Regions from separate parts of the Mus musculus genome. Here regions 1, 2, 3 and 5 are each linked to region 4. A link is a contact called in public Hi-C and promoter capture Hi-C data. All regions are on one chromosome and are shown on one strand. Each heading gives the region's core, a stretch centred on a gene start, on an enhancer-like site or on the middle of the called end of the contact. The rest is flanking DNA. Distances are from core to core; before and after follow the strand shown.

Region 1 (2,700 bases), core at 52-2,551, 1.2 Mb before region 4:
CGAGGCAGGAGGATTGCCAGTTTGAGACCAGTCTAGGATTGATCATGAAAACCTGTCTCAGAAAACAAAAACACGTTGAGAGCCAGCATAGAAGCCATAGGAGGTAATGTGTGTGTGTCTGTATATATGACAAGAGCAGACCTGTGCTGAACCAGTTAACTACTTTTGGAAGTGTTTTTGATAAGAAAATACTACCTTTAGTAGTTTTGGTTTGTTTAATTTGTCATTTATTTATTTTACTTATTCTTGAAATTGTTAGCATTTCAGTGTTTTTTTGGTGCCTATATTATTATATTTTGGAATTCAGGCATTCAGTAATACTCTACTAATTGCTTACAGGATAGGCATCCTGAATTCATAATATACTTACTTGTGTGACATTAGATTGCTGATAGAGTCCATAAATTCCTTGTAATTGGAAAATAGGAGACTAGCCCAGCCTTGTTCTCAAGTTAGTCACTGGAGTCTCTGCCTTAAGAGACTGTATAGTAAGAGAATGAAGAAAGCCCTGCGTGGGCTGTGAAGGCTGCCACTCAGTTAACACTTCTCACCTGTCTCTCAGTTTGCTTCCTGAAGGAGCATGCATTGCCCATATGTTGCATTGCATTGAGTAAAGGGAGTGTTGGAGAGCAGGCCCAGTGCAACTAAAGCTTGGAGAGAGAAAAACAGGGAAAGGCAAAGCGAGGAGCCGAGGCCCGAAGAAGGAAGCGAAGAAGAGGGAAAGTATTACATAATGGGTGAGAGCAGACCTTTCTGGCAGTGTCTGTCACCCAGTTCCCTGTGACACGACGCATCCCTTGGCTGTCTAAATTTGGAGCTTGATAAATCTGGACTGTTGGGGGTAGCTGAGTACGGAGAGCAGGGAGCTCAGCACAGGGTTACAAGTGGAATTGGGTTGCTCGCTTGCGCAGCTGGTGCTTCATGCTTCGGCTTGGCAGTCCGATGGGGTGCAGGTGCGTTTCTAACTCAGAGAGACCGCTAACTTGTAAGTGTGTAACGTACAGTGTACTGCATTCAAGAGTAAAACCAGTTCACTCCCTTTACAGCATATGTGGTTTGCAGGCATTTTCGTTCCCAGTGCTAAACCAGGAAGATTGTTTTTCTGCCTCAGGTTGGGAATTATTCTGTGTGTCCTGTAGGGGGCAGAGTCTCAAAAGAAAAAGAAAAAGAAAAGAAAAGAAAAAGCTTTGTTATACAAACCTGAATGTTTTTTAAATTAGTGGGAGGCTGTTAGTCGTCCAAGAGGTTGCTATAGCAGATGGCCCTTTTAAGGATCCATGCTTCTCTCAGCATTGGTGATTTAAATCACTTGCTTTGCTTTTTGTAACTGTGTGCTGATGACACAGACCGGGTGGAAAAGCAGCTAGAGAACTAGCATGTCTGCCTTCCAGGCTGCCAGTCAGTTTAGCACATTGGACTTCATGCACTCATTGAGAAGCAAATTCACAGACTTTCATGGCTTTAGTGTATCTCTTTAGACTGTTAAGTTTTTAATGTTTACTTAGTCCCTCCCCCATTAAATATTTTGGATGAATAAGGTTGCACTGAGTAGGCTCTTAATTCTGTTGTCATTTGGTTGCTATTTAGAGGAGCTACAAATATTGGCTTTTACATATATAAAATATGGACCGTTGGTCCTGTTTCACTAAATTCTTTCTCTAAGTGAAGACTTCTTAGGTCTCTTAAGTTTTAAACAGTTCCTACAGAGAAAATGGAGCATGACCATACCAGGATGCCTGAGGTTATGGTTTTGAAGCTATATGGGGAGCCATAACTCCATATTTCTTGGCTCATGCTTAGACTTAGGATAGTTGTGTGTGCTAGCTGCATAGCTTCCTTTCCAGCTCCGTGGCTGCTTAGCAAGCCCTTGCTACAGAAGCCTAACCATGTTCAAGTCTGTCTCCTGGGTACCCCTGAGCTCTCCAGAAAGCTAACCATGTTCACGCCAGTCTCCTGAGGACCCCTGAGCTCTCCAGTCCCACCTCCTGACGGCTGAGAACCCATTCCTGTGCTCGTTTGCTTATTCTCTGCTTGCCAAGTGCATGGCTGTGCCTGAGGTCAGAGTGTTAGAAATGTGGACGTAACCCCTTCCCTCATTAGACTGTAGGCAGCTAGGAATGTTAGATATTAAATAATAACATTGGTAACTGCCAAATAGCAGCCACGACCAGATTCACAGATGTGACAGCCACATTCCAGATCCCCGAGCCGTCAGAGGTAGGTAGAGCCAGGTAGGACTGTAGAAGATCATTTCTGGACTATAAAAAAGGCACTCAATGCAGATGAACTTCATGTTTGACCATGACGTCACAGAAAGTTCTTGAGCAGAGCAATGCATGCTGGGCGAGGTGCTGCAGAAGTGTTATTTGGGGATGCTTTTCTATGGCCTCTGTCAAAAGCGTCTACGATAGAAAATGAGGTGTGCTTCTTTAGTGAAACACAGGCTGGAATTCAGCATTGTATTTGACAATAAGGAACCTGTGATTTAAAAATATTAATGCTTAAAAGGTGATTGTTCAGTTTATTAAAATATCTAGTATATGGCCATAAGTGTTTCTAAATTTGGTTTTCATAACTGCCATGTACATTAGATTAAAACATGCTTGTTTTCTTTAGGAATTTGACATGTGTACCTACTCAGCAGATACATCGTTTTCTTGGTTTTGGGGCACACAGTTAAGTTTCCAGCAATTAAGAAAC
Region 2 (2,700 bases), core at 33-2,532, 1.4 Mb before region 4:
AACTTGGTTGAAGATGCTTATATTTAAATTCACCATGGCTCTGTATTCCTATGCATTCTTCTTACTTTTGCCATCACCTATAGTCAATACTTCTTATTGTGTTTTATTCTTCGTTTCTTGAATTTATTCTAAAATGCTTTCTGGAACAAGAATGGCTATGAATACTTACTTTTAGTAATATAAACAATATGTGCCTGATGGTAGTAAGTAACGTTTTTTAAAGTGATTTAAAGTGAGATTAGAGGTGAAAGTATAAACTCACACACTCTCTAATCATTTTATAGGAATAAACGGAGGTCACAGCTAATACCCAGTTAATCAACATTAACAGCTGACACCACGTATGAGTCCTTTTCCACATAGCGCCCTCTAGCGTCCAAAATGAATCTTACTAACTGCCGTGAATTCATAACTTTTCAACACAATGCTGGTTGTTTTAAAAGTCCATGAAGCGTTGAATCTTGACCAATCAAGGATGACCTATTGTCCTACAAGTCATAATGTTCTCCTTTTCAAGACTAAGGAATACAGACAGAAAAATCTCTGGAAAGATTGGAATACGTTTAACCCATTCTTAGAATTCTAAGATTTATATCGTGTATCTCTAGTGCAGCTTCATCGCAACCCAGAAAATAAACCTCACTGTCTTCCATGACAAATGGTGAGTGAAGCTTATTTATAAACAGCAACAGTTGGGAATACGGATCATTGGTAGTGGAGGGAATTATTGGGGTGGAATGGTGAAGCTCTGTAAAAGCCTCAGCATGAGAATATGAATGGTTTTACTCATATATGTATTTGTGTGTAGGGTATTGTTTGTTCTTGATTTTGAAATGGAAAATGCGCTCTGTTTTAGCTTTTGCATTAAGGTAGAATCTGTAGTCCTCACACGCCTTTAAGAAACCTCAAATGCACATTCTTCAAAGGGCACAGTCCAGCTCTAAGAGGCATCCGGAGACTCCAGGAAGGGATCCAGTCTAGGGAGGGCTCCCTCTTTTGTACCTTTTGCAGAGAACCTGGATACTCAACGCTGGGATTCCTAGATTGTTGCGGAGCCCAGAACACTCGGTCTCGGCGCTTCCGATAGCCTGTCAGTAGGTGGCGTCCTCGCTCCTCAACTGCAGGGTGTTCCCGAGGAATCTCCGCGGCGTGGCAGTCCCATCCCCCACCGGGAACAGCGGACCGCTGCATCCCAGACTTAATCTCAATCTATGCCTCGGCCCACCCCACAAAGTCGGAGGCGGCGAATGGCGTCGTGGAGGGGGCGGGGCTTCGGGAGGTGGGCTGAGGGGGTGGGGCCTGGGAGGAGACAAAGCCGGGAAGAGTTAAACAGCCTTGACCCTGCCGCTGGGCTTCCGAGCGAAGGTTGTGGCAGATGCTGATCTAACTGGGGCCGGCTTATTACAGCTTGTGTGTACGCGCGGGTGTGAGCCGGTGAGTAGCTGGGGCGCCTCCGGCTGCAAGCGGGCGCTCCTTCCCCTCCCTACAGGTGCCCCAAGGCTTAGAGCGGCAGCCGCCGCCCCTTACTATTAAACTATTCCGTTGAAAGCTGGAGTGAGAAAAAAGGAAGAAACCCCAGGTCTTGGCTGTGCAGAGATGAACTCAGTGGCAAGGCCCTGGTGCACTCAGGGACGCTTCCAGAGTTTGGGCGTAGAGAAGGGAAATGGGAGTAGCAGAGTGCTGCTTGCCTATCTGTATAGAAGGGCGCTTCCGAGGTTGGGATCGCTTTGGGAGGCGAGGACGTTGCAAGCAGTGACAAGTGGCAAGGCACCCGCGGAGGAGAATTTAGCTTTGAGGTGGACGCACAGAACTCTTGAGTGTTGGGTGTAAAAGGACTAGGCAGGAAAGCTGGTTGCAGAAAGGGTGTAAGCCAGGAATTTAGGCGTGTACTCCCTTCAAGGTTCAGGGGTGGGACCTGCCTTGTGGTCGGAGAAGAGCTAATGAGAGTGCAAGAGAGGGAGGGGATGAAGGTAGGCGGAGCCTCCAGCTTCAGTCTGTAGTGTTTGCTTAGCCACTTGGGGGCGCCCTGGGGTCTCGATTCCAGATGCAGCCATCTCAGTGGACCTCGTATTTAAAAGGTCCTGGCAGTGCTGAGAGGAGGGGCTGGTGTGGGGATCTGGAAGGAGGAACCGAGTCAGCTTCATTAGCAGAGCTTGCACAACGCCCACATGGATATCTCCTGTCTCAGTGTCACCCGAGGTCGAGCAAACCCGAGACCTGCAAAAAGCCAAAGAGCCGGGCGCTCACTCTAGGACTCACCGTCCTGTGGTGTGAGCGTGTGTGCGCACCAATATTTGTACTCCTGTGACCTTTATTTGGAAGGCTCCTGCCCTTTGCCCCTCTGGATACACTCAAGCACTGTACTTTAAACCAGATAAACTGGGCTGTAAGGCTGATATTAAATACAAATCCTCCTGGCAGGGGTATTTGTATGTTAAGACTTTCTGTTCCGGATCTTGCTTTGTTTTAGGAGATAAATTGAAAGGACACTTGTTTAAGTCATCAAAATTGAGAGGCCTTGTTATAATTGCAAGTCCGTTCACCATCAAGATAAGAATTAGCAATTTTGCCCTCTAATCTGATATCTTTAATGTGACCACATTGTATAGTTAGTTGGGCGTTAGTGCAAGTGTAGGCACTGGGAAAAGAGAGAAGCAGGAATTTTTCGACAATATACTGCAACTACTTCCTTAGAGTCCC
Region 3 (2,700 bases), core at 188-2,687, 1.5 Mb before region 4:
ACATACACACATACAAGTAAATAAATAAATTTTAAAAGTAAATGATTTCAAGTTCCTCGCAAAACTTTGCAAGTAGCACATCAGTACGCATCGCTTTAAAACAAGGGCCTCTATGGCCACCTGATTATTTACACAGCTGTGAAAGCAGTCAATACTGTAACAAGTACAGAACTGATCCATATTCAAATTTATCTACTTGTGCAGTATCTTTCAAAAACATGTTCCTGAAAACTGGATCCCACCACATGGAATCTGCTTACCATGCCCCTTATTCTCTTTCCACGTAAAGCAGATCTCCAAGTGTCTTTTCATGGTAAGGAGTTTTCAAGAAAACAGGCAAACGGCCGATGCAATGCCCTACATGCTAGGTCTGATCCAGTGTTTCTTTCCATGGGATATTTAACTGGCTCCTTAATCACGTTTTCTATGCATGGAAAATCCACTCAAAGGACTCACAGAGCCATGGCTTTCATCTAGGTCTCAAAGTCTTGCTACTAACGTTATAAGAAACACTGCAGAATCTTGCTTGCAACATAAAATACATTTTAATACCTGGGTCCAATACTCAGCACCCATATAGTGCCTTACAACCATCTATAACTCTAGTCCATGGGGATTCACTGCCTTCTTCTGGCATCCACAGGCCCCAAGCATACATACACATGGTATATATAAATACATGCAGGTAAAACACTAATATACAATTTTTAAAAGTAAATAAAAAATGTTTATAAATATTTAAAGTGTCACAAAGTGCTTGCCACCCAGGCATGAGAACCTAAGTCCAGATCGCAAGTACTCATCTATAACGGGTGAATTTAGCAACACAAGCCTGTAATCCCAGCACTAAGGAAGTAGAAACAGGAGGGTCCCTGGGGCTTGCTGGCCAGCTAGTCTAACCAAACCAGTGAGTTCTGGGTTCACCTTTTCTTAAAAAAATAAGGTGAAGAGCAAAAATGAGGAAAATACCCAGTGTTGACCTTTGTCCTCCTCCATACATGCATGTAATACACACACACACACACACAGAGAGAGAGAGAGAGAGAGAGAGAGAGAGAGGGAGAGAGAGAGAGAGAGAGAGAGAGAGAGAGAGAGAGAGAGAAAACACCTCTTATAAGCATATGCCCCACAACACATATACAAAGTGCTGAACAAATTGACTATAGCCATACAAAGCTCTATAGCATAACCTAAGAGCATCCTCTTCCAGCTGGTCTCAAACTAATCTTGCTCATTTTAGTATTTTACGCAATCACTCAAGCAAGCTACACAACTCTGTGTCAACATTCATAACAGCACTGCTAAACTCCTTCAGTTACAAATATACTATGCTTTGCATATTTCCATTCAAAAAAACAAAAGCTCACAGTGGGCAGAATCCTGGGTGTCAGAGGCCAGCAGAAGTGGAGAGAATAGGGAAGTGTTGGTCTAGGGTAGGAAGGTTCGGTTAGGTAGAGGAACTGAGATGCACTTTACAGCCTGATGACTGCAATTAAAAATGCATAGTAGGTATTTTAAAATTACAGGAAAGTAAATCTTGAATGTTTTTGTCACACACACACAAAAAGGTTGGTTCCTAAGGTGCCAGATGTTACCTGGTTTTACTGACTCATTCCTTTTATGTCATTGCATCACTTTGTTCCATATAACTAATACAAATATAATTTATGACTATGTGAAGAACCACAATGAAACCCATTATCCCATATTATCAATGTGCTCCAGTAAGTATTGAACAAACTTGACTATAGCAGAGCCCTATAGGATAACTTAGGATATTCTCTTCTTAGTGGCATCAAATTGATAATGATAATTTTAACAACTATTAAAAACAAGCAACCAATTGTTATAAAGCTAATTCAGGCTCCATAGCCTGAGCTCTCTTAATTTTTTTTCATGTTTATTTATTTACGTATTTGGTAGGCAGGGGGTATGCCAATGCCGTAAGTCAGAAGGCAACTTCCATGAGTTGGTTCTTGTTTTTCGCCGTGTGGGTCCCAGGGATGGAACTCAGTATGTCAAGCACCTTTACCTGCTGAGCCATCTCCCAGCCCAGCCCAGCCCAGCCTATGCTTTCAACCAATACACAGAACCACTGGTTCCAACTACCTCTTTTACATGTTTCATTGTTGTCTTGGCCAACAAAGTTAATGATGACAATCAAATGCTTTATTAACATCAACAAAGTGTGCTACTCCTCTATCCAAACAACTTCTTATTAAGGTGGGGTTAGGTTCATTTCAAAGTGACTTATTTTAGTTAGGCAGCACAGGTTTCCAGTCACCACAAATCCTTTTCTAAATATCATAGTATACTTTACTCATTAAACTTCTTATAATTTTGTTACTTTTCAAAGCCCTATCAAGAAGCCATTTATATAGAGAGAAATAGATAGAGATAGATAGATAGATATAGATATAGGTATAGATATAGATATAGCTATAGATATAGATATGGGGGGGGTGAGTGGGTGGGTGGGTGTGTATCATCGGGAAGTAGTGGTGCATGCCTTTAATCCCTGCATTTGATTTGGAAGGCAGATGCAGGCAGATTTCTCTGAGTTCAAGGCCAACCTGGTTGACAGAGTGAGTTCCAAGACAGCCAAGGGCTACACAGAGAAACCCTATCCCAAAAAACCAAAAAATAAGGGACTAGAGAGATGACTCCGGGGTTTAAGACCATTGGCTGTGCTTCCAAGGA
Region 4 (2,700 bases), core at 114-2,613:
ACCAGGAAATGTAGGTGCTTTTGAAAATGTGTCCAGCACATCACTCAGAGAGTTACACTCCTGGGCTAGCTTTTTATAATTCACAGGGGTTGGTCTTACTTTCTTGGTGAACACATCTTCACTGGAGGTATGATGAAAGTTTATTTTCTTTAAATCATGATCAGATGTCCCATCAGAGACAAAAGAATGTTTTGCATCAAAGGACAGTCTTCTAGGACAAAGCAGCCTATCAGGTTTAAAAACGGCTGAATGGCTTATGCCTTTAGTTTGAATACAACCATCTACTGATTTAGAAATAAATATATCCTGAAAGAGGTATCTAACAGATGGTTGCAATCCCTCATCAAAAACATTTAGCCGATGGTTTCTTGGGTTCCATTTTGAATGAATAACCTCTGGTCTGCAAGTTCCCAATGGATCTATCCTCAAAGCTCTGCTTCTTGGAAGTAACGTACTGAATCGTCGGATGGTCCATAACAAGGAACGTGCTTTGCTATTCATTCTGCTATCTATTGGCACACTTTCAAATACCCAAGATGCAACGCAAGTTGCCGTCTTTCTAAAAAAGAGCACATGCTGTGGACTGTCCTGTAGAGGATAGGTAAATAAAAGAAATAATGGTTAAAAACTGTTGCTTAAATAAGGGAAATGCATCTAACAGGGGCTTGCATGGGCACCGACGAGCCGCTAGAGTTTTATATTAAAATGGAACATGTCCTCGGTATGCTTCCTCCACGTTTATTTCATCTTTGTAAAAGTACCCAGGTCAATCACTTTAGCAGTTGTGGATAAAGTAGTTTCAATCAGTCAATCAATAAATGTGGATAAAGTAGCATAGATAGGTAGGTAAACTGAGAGATAGAAATAGACAGCTAGAAAGATAGATAAGACAGACAGAAAGATAGATAAGAATGTCTTGTGTAGGTGTTCAATATCGGCTAAGGAGAACTTTGTTAACACTACTTTGGAGGCCTTCACTGAAAACTGTATCATTGATGGACACTTCAGATCATCTTGCATTGGCCAAAAGCGAACTGTTAAGAAAACGTACTCGGACAGGTCGGTCTTGGTTAGGGACGGAATTAAAGAAAAAAAGCGATGTCCTTCCCGCCTGAGAATCTACAATCAGCCAGGTTCATCAAGATCCCGGAACCGGAGTCGGTGTCTTTCCGCAAATGGGCCGCCCAGCACTGCCCTAAACTTAAGACCCAGGCCACTTCCCAAACTTTTCTCCCCTAGGTAAAAAGACAAGTACGATCCGGCCCGCGATTCCGCTTCTGCTTGCCATCCACTCACCTTCGAACAGAACCCCGTGACTACACATAGGCGCAGCCATGACAGTTCCTCCTCAAGCGGCGCGTCTGGTGACGTATTACGGATTCTTTTATAAGTCAAAAAGCATCGGTTCTCAGCGACCGCGGAGGCCATGTGCAAATAGGGAGGAAAACCTTCCAGAAAGAATAGTTTCTATTCTCTGATGAAAAGATAGAAGCGAGAGCCTTAGGAAAACACGGAGCTTATAAAGTTCATCTATTGTTGTTTATGGAAACTCAAAACATTCAAATAGTGACTTTGAACTTTTAGCCCCTGGCGGTGCAGCCTCTTTTGAACGCGCCTGCGCCAGTTTTAGTACCCGCCGCGGTTGCCAGGAAACCGTGACGCCACGGTCCCAGTTTCTAGGTCTTGCTAGAAATCATGGCCAAATTTGTGATCGCGGGTGAGTGCTTCTCTAGTAAGCCCACAGATCTCTTCCCATGGGTGGTCAGCCTTGTTAACTGGCTTCTGTTCTTCAGCCCCATCCTTTAGAAGGATCATCTCAGGCTTTCTAGGCATTCATTTAAAGACGCTTGATACACAGTGGCAATGTGTCAAAGTCAGATGAGCAATGGGGACACGTTGGGGAAAATTCCCACCTCTGCCCTTGGCCAGTTTTAATTCCCACAAAACGTATAAGGGGTACAAAACGTATAAGGAATTCCTCTGATCTGCTGTGACTAATGTAATGATGGACAACTGCACAGGCCTCGGCGGGGTTGGCGGGAAAAGGAGCATAAGGAATGGATGGAGAGAAGGAAATAACTAAGCTATTAAAGAAACCAACCTCCAGATAAAGGCAAAGAGCTAGAAGATCTGTAGTCTAATGGAGGACCTGGATGTGGGAATGTCGCAGGGCCTGGGTTAGAATTACAAAATATAAACTAGATATTTAGTTTAAACAACAACAACAACAAAAGTTTGTACTAAATCTTGAACAAAATTTAACGAATTTAGGTAAAAATAATGTCAAAGTGTCAATTCGTCTACATTTTTAATGTAGACCATCTTGACAGCTGGAAGCAACACCACTACTTACTGGAACAGGCTGTTGACTGTATCTGCTTCCTCTTCTTTCACCAAGTATCTTTTTTTTCCTTTTTATTATTATTTTTTATTAGGTATTTATTTCATTTACATTTCTAATGCTATCCCAAAAGTCCCCCACCCACCCACTCCCACTTCTTTCACCAAGTATCTTAAAAGAGCTCCCTACTGTTCTATCCTTCCTTCCACTCAGTCTGGCTTCTCCTTTGGCCTTCCTATACAAACTATTTTGGCCACAATCACTTCTTTATTACACAATTGGAATTTACCATCCCTTTGGAAGTACATCTTTTGCTTCACTATACATTCAGATAAATATTTTTTTTTTTAGCACTAGAA
Region 5 (2,700 bases), core at 127-2,626, 1.2 Mb before region 4:
GTGTGTGCCACCACGCCCGGCCCAAGGCAACTCTCATAAAGACAAACATTTAATTGGGGGCTGGCTTAACAGCTTCAAAAGTTCAGTCCATTATTATTATGGCAGGAACTTTGCAGTGTACAGGCAAGTGCTGGAAGACCCAAGAGTTCGACATCTAGATGCCAAGACAACCAGAAGGAGACAGTCTACTTCAGGCAGCTGGGAGGAGGCTCTGATTCCATACTGGGCAGAGCTTAATATACCTATACCTTAGTATACAGCAATCTCAAAGCCGGCTTAAGTAGCAGTCACTTCCTCCAACAAGAATGTACCTACTCCAATAAGGTCACACCTCTGATAGTGCCATTCCTTATGGCCAAGCATTGAAACATGAGTCTATGGGAGCCAAATCTATTCAACCAATCACAATTTGATTCTGTACTTTTTAAAGATTTGACTTTCAAAAAAAATATTATATATCCTGTTGAGTCCTAATTCTCTCCATTTTTAAACAGAATATGGATACTGGTCATTGACTTACACGCGTTTGTTTGTGCTTTGTTTGCTTTTGTTGTTGTTTTGTTTTGGAACTCACTCTGTAGACAAGGGTGGAGGGGCTCAGACTCACAGAGATCCACCTGCTTCTGCCTCCTGAGTGCTGGGATTAAAGGTTTGTGACACCACTGCTTGGCTTGCTTTTGCTTTTGAGACAAAGCCTGTAGCTCTGGTTGGCCCGGAACTCTCTGTGTAGACCAGGTTGGCTTCAAACTCACACAGGTTCACTTGCCTGTGCCTCCTCAGTGCCAGTGCTGGGATTAAAAGTGTGTGCTACCCCGCCCCCGCCCCTCTCTTACTAAGCTTAATTGAAAAAAAAAAAAAAAAAAAAAACCGACTAAGAAGTATGCTGTGATGGCAAATTAAGACTGAAAACTGAAAGGAAGATTCATCCAACCGGAACTGCACGTCTTTGCAAAGTGGCTGGTTACCAGCAGACCTCAGGAGAGGTGACTTCTTGCCCTTCCCTAAGCCCTAGCTGCTAGACTAGGAATCCACAGCCAGGTTAGAGACATTTCCCCTCAACCACATCCTTTAAAACCGTGAACCTAACTAAAGATGAAAAGCAGTTCGTGCACCTATCCAAAGATGACAAGCAGTTCATTCCTATGTTTGGAAAGCATTATTTCTGAGAAATTCTCTTATTCTTAGCAACTGCTGCTAGCTGGCCCTGCCCTGGTAGGTTCCAAGTGACAGTTTTAACTGCAAACATCCTCGGTCTTGGGAAGAACGTGGAAGGGACCAAGCCTGGGATAAAGGCTGTAAAGCAAACAATAAGATAAGGAGGTCAGGCCCCGCCCGACCGCCTGCTCCTCCCGTAGGAGGGACCGGTCCTCACCGGCTGGAACTCTGTGTAATCGGATCCTGTTGCCGGGCTGCCGCGGGGAAGCTTTTGGGCGTGGGACCGCGAGAAGCCGCTTGTAAACAGAGCCGGGCCGGGATGGTCGGCAGCTGGAGCGCAGTCGCTGGCGGTGAGGAGGGCGGGCTGCCCGGGTCGGGGTCCTGCCGGGGGTCGGCTGCAGGCCGCAGGGGAGAAGGGACCAGAGCCGCGGTGAGCATCCTCCTCACGGCGGCCTTGGGCGGGGAGGGGGACGGGATGACGCATCCCCGGAGCTCCCCGGGGTCGCCGGGGTTCTTCCCACGCACCGCTTTCTGTTGTATTTCGCGCTGGGGATAGCACTTCATTTGTGGGTGGCTAAGTGAGGAGGAAGACATGACCTGGTGTTTATTTTTTGTGAATCAAGTAACGCAAATTAGAAAGTAGTTGAATAAGGTGATCCTGTTTCTGCGTTGTTTTTAGTAACCCCTCCCCAGCGATCATAGAAACCAAACCCCAGTAGAGCTTTTAGCCCCAGAGAAACGCTACGTTTGTTCTTTCTATTGACTGAGCCCATTTTGAATGTATAGTAAATGACAGTACAGGACTAATGATAGATTGGTCTTGTATGAAAAGCTTATTAAGCTAGAAAACAAAAACAAAACAAACAAAACAAGATAAGGAGTCCTCAGGCCCTTAAGCTGGAAAAAAAATTCTGATTTCAGAAGACAAATAGAGGCTGGGCTTATATGTATAGTTTGCAAAGCAAGGCGCCTTTACAGGTTAAAAAGATTGAGATATATTATTGTAAATGTTATTTAGTTCCTCCCCTTTTTTTCTTTGATCCATGGAACTAGAAAGAAACTTCTGGGTTTTTCCTGTAAAATATTTTCAACAAATCATAATAAATTGTGACTTGTACTTATACAGCATTATAGAATAGTACACGTTATAAGTGGTTGCTTAAAACACCAAGTAGTTTTTATTTCATTTACTTAAAGAAATACCATAGCAAAAATGAGGTCTTTAAAAGGTCAATATACATGTGTTACCTTGGTAACATAATCTAACTTCACTAGGAGTCAAGTATTAGGTTAAATTGACACGAAGTGTGTAAATGTCATGTACCAAGAAATAACATCAATAACTTGTGTGTTTGTCTTTATAGTAAGTACTTTAACAATGCTATTGTTCTGGCAAGATCCTGAAAGCTTACTTCAGCTTAAATTCTTGTTTGGTCACTTTCTCATTTCGTCATCCTGGAAAGTTTACTCAATTTAGCTGTTTCCTAATCTGTAGAATGGGAATAATAGCCACCTCATCAAAGATTCAATGAGTTATTAAATATG

Evidence for each region. Promoter capture Hi-C pulls out the DNA fragments that hold promoters and counts their contacts. A called contact is a pair of places that touch in the nucleus more often than the background predicts. Capture Hi-C pulls out chosen DNA fragments and counts their contacts.
Region 1: a promoter capture Hi-C map of pre-B cells shows a contact between it and region 4, with 4 times the contacts expected there. The contact joins the enhancer-like site here to the promoter of Fastkd2 in region 4. A contact is called at or near these places in 8 of 39 promoter capture datasets (cranial neural crest, embryonic stem cells, frontonasal cranial neural crest and 4 more), 3 of 484 Hi-C or Micro-C datasets (B cells, cortical neurons and cumulus cells), 2 of 115 datasets of contacts at active chromatin or transcription factors (embryonic stem cells and pro-B cells) and 1 of 9 other capture datasets (macrophages).
Region 2: a contact with region 4 is called in a Hi-C map of B cells, with 13 read pairs. The contact joins the promoter of Idh1 here to the promoter of Fastkd2 in region 4. A contact is called at or near these places in 5 of 39 promoter capture datasets (embryonic stem cells, hippocampal neurons, liver and 2 more), 9 of 484 Hi-C or Micro-C datasets (B cells, CD4 T cells, CD8 T cells and 6 more), 7 of 115 datasets of contacts at active chromatin or transcription factors (the NIH/3T3 cell line, T-cell acute lymphoblastic leukemia, astrocytes and 3 more) and 2 of 9 other capture datasets (adipose tissue and liver).
Region 3: a contact with region 4 is called in a Hi-C map of B cells, with 6 read pairs. The contact joins the enhancer-like site here to the promoter of Fastkd2 in region 4. A contact is called at or near these places in 4 of 39 promoter capture datasets (the C10 cell line, the HPC-7 cell line, liver and 1 more), 1 of 484 Hi-C or Micro-C datasets (B cells), 1 of 115 datasets of contacts at active chromatin or transcription factors (pro-B cells) and 2 of 9 other capture datasets (adipose tissue and liver).
Region 5: a promoter capture Hi-C map of adipose tissue shows a contact between it and region 4, with 5 times the contacts expected there. The contact joins the promoter of Plekhm3 here to the promoter of Fastkd2 in region 4. A contact is called at or near these places in 8 of 39 promoter capture datasets (the 3T3-L1 cell line, 3T3-L1-derived adipocytes, cranial neural crest and 5 more), 5 of 115 datasets of contacts at active chromatin or transcription factors (astrocytes, embryonic forebrain, fetal liver and 2 more) and 3 of 9 other capture datasets (adipose tissue, liver and macrophages).

The regions. Positions count from the first base shown.
Region 1 is chr1:64,917,537-64,920,236 of GRCm38.p6, reverse strand. The region is part of intron 3 of Plekhm3 (pleckstrin homology domain containing, family M, member 3); the gene reads left to right. Among named protein-coding and RNA genes, the nearest start is that of Gm51628, 32 kb to the right of the region's middle. Within about 2 kb of position 1,301, at least 84 of the 459 cell types and tissues checked have an H3K27ac peak or open chromatin away from gene starts, as enhancers often do. A contact at or near this core is called in cortical neurons and hippocampal neurons, where this site is marked.
Region 2 is chr1:65,177,724-65,180,423 of GRCm38.p6, reverse strand. It overlaps Idh1 (isocitrate dehydrogenase 1 (NADP+), soluble), which reads left to right and starts at 1,282. Exons shown (of 9, transcript NM_010497.3): 1 at 1,282-1,434.
Region 3 is chr1:65,226,523-65,229,222 of GRCm38.p6, reverse strand. The region is part of intron 12 of Pikfyve (phosphoinositide kinase, FYVE type zinc finger containing); the gene reads right to left. Among named protein-coding and RNA genes, the nearest start is that of Pikfyve, 41 kb to the right of the region's middle. Within about 2 kb of position 1,437, at least 21 of the 459 cell types and tissues checked have an H3K27ac peak or open chromatin away from gene starts, as enhancers often do. A contact at or near this core is called in B cells, where this site is marked.
Region 4 is chr1:63,729,288-63,731,987 of GRCm38.p6, reverse strand. Fastkd2 (FAST kinase domains 2) reads right to left here and starts at 1,363. Exons shown (of 12, transcript NM_172422.3): 1 at 1,297-1,363; 2 at 1-588. The coding sequence starts at 501. It overlaps Mdh1b (malate dehydrogenase 1B, NAD (soluble)), which reads left to right and starts at 1,670. Exons shown (of 11, transcript NM_029696.4): 1 at 1,670-1,717. The coding sequence starts at 1,696.
Region 5 is chr1:64,955,500-64,958,199 of GRCm38.p6, reverse strand. It overlaps Plekhm3 (pleckstrin homology domain containing, family M, member 3), which reads left to right and starts at 1,376. Exons shown (of 8, transcript NM_001039493.1): 1 at 1,376-1,505. Gm51627 (predicted gene, 51627) reads right to left here and starts at 1,621. Exons shown (of 3, transcript NR_165472.1): 1 at 1,373-1,621.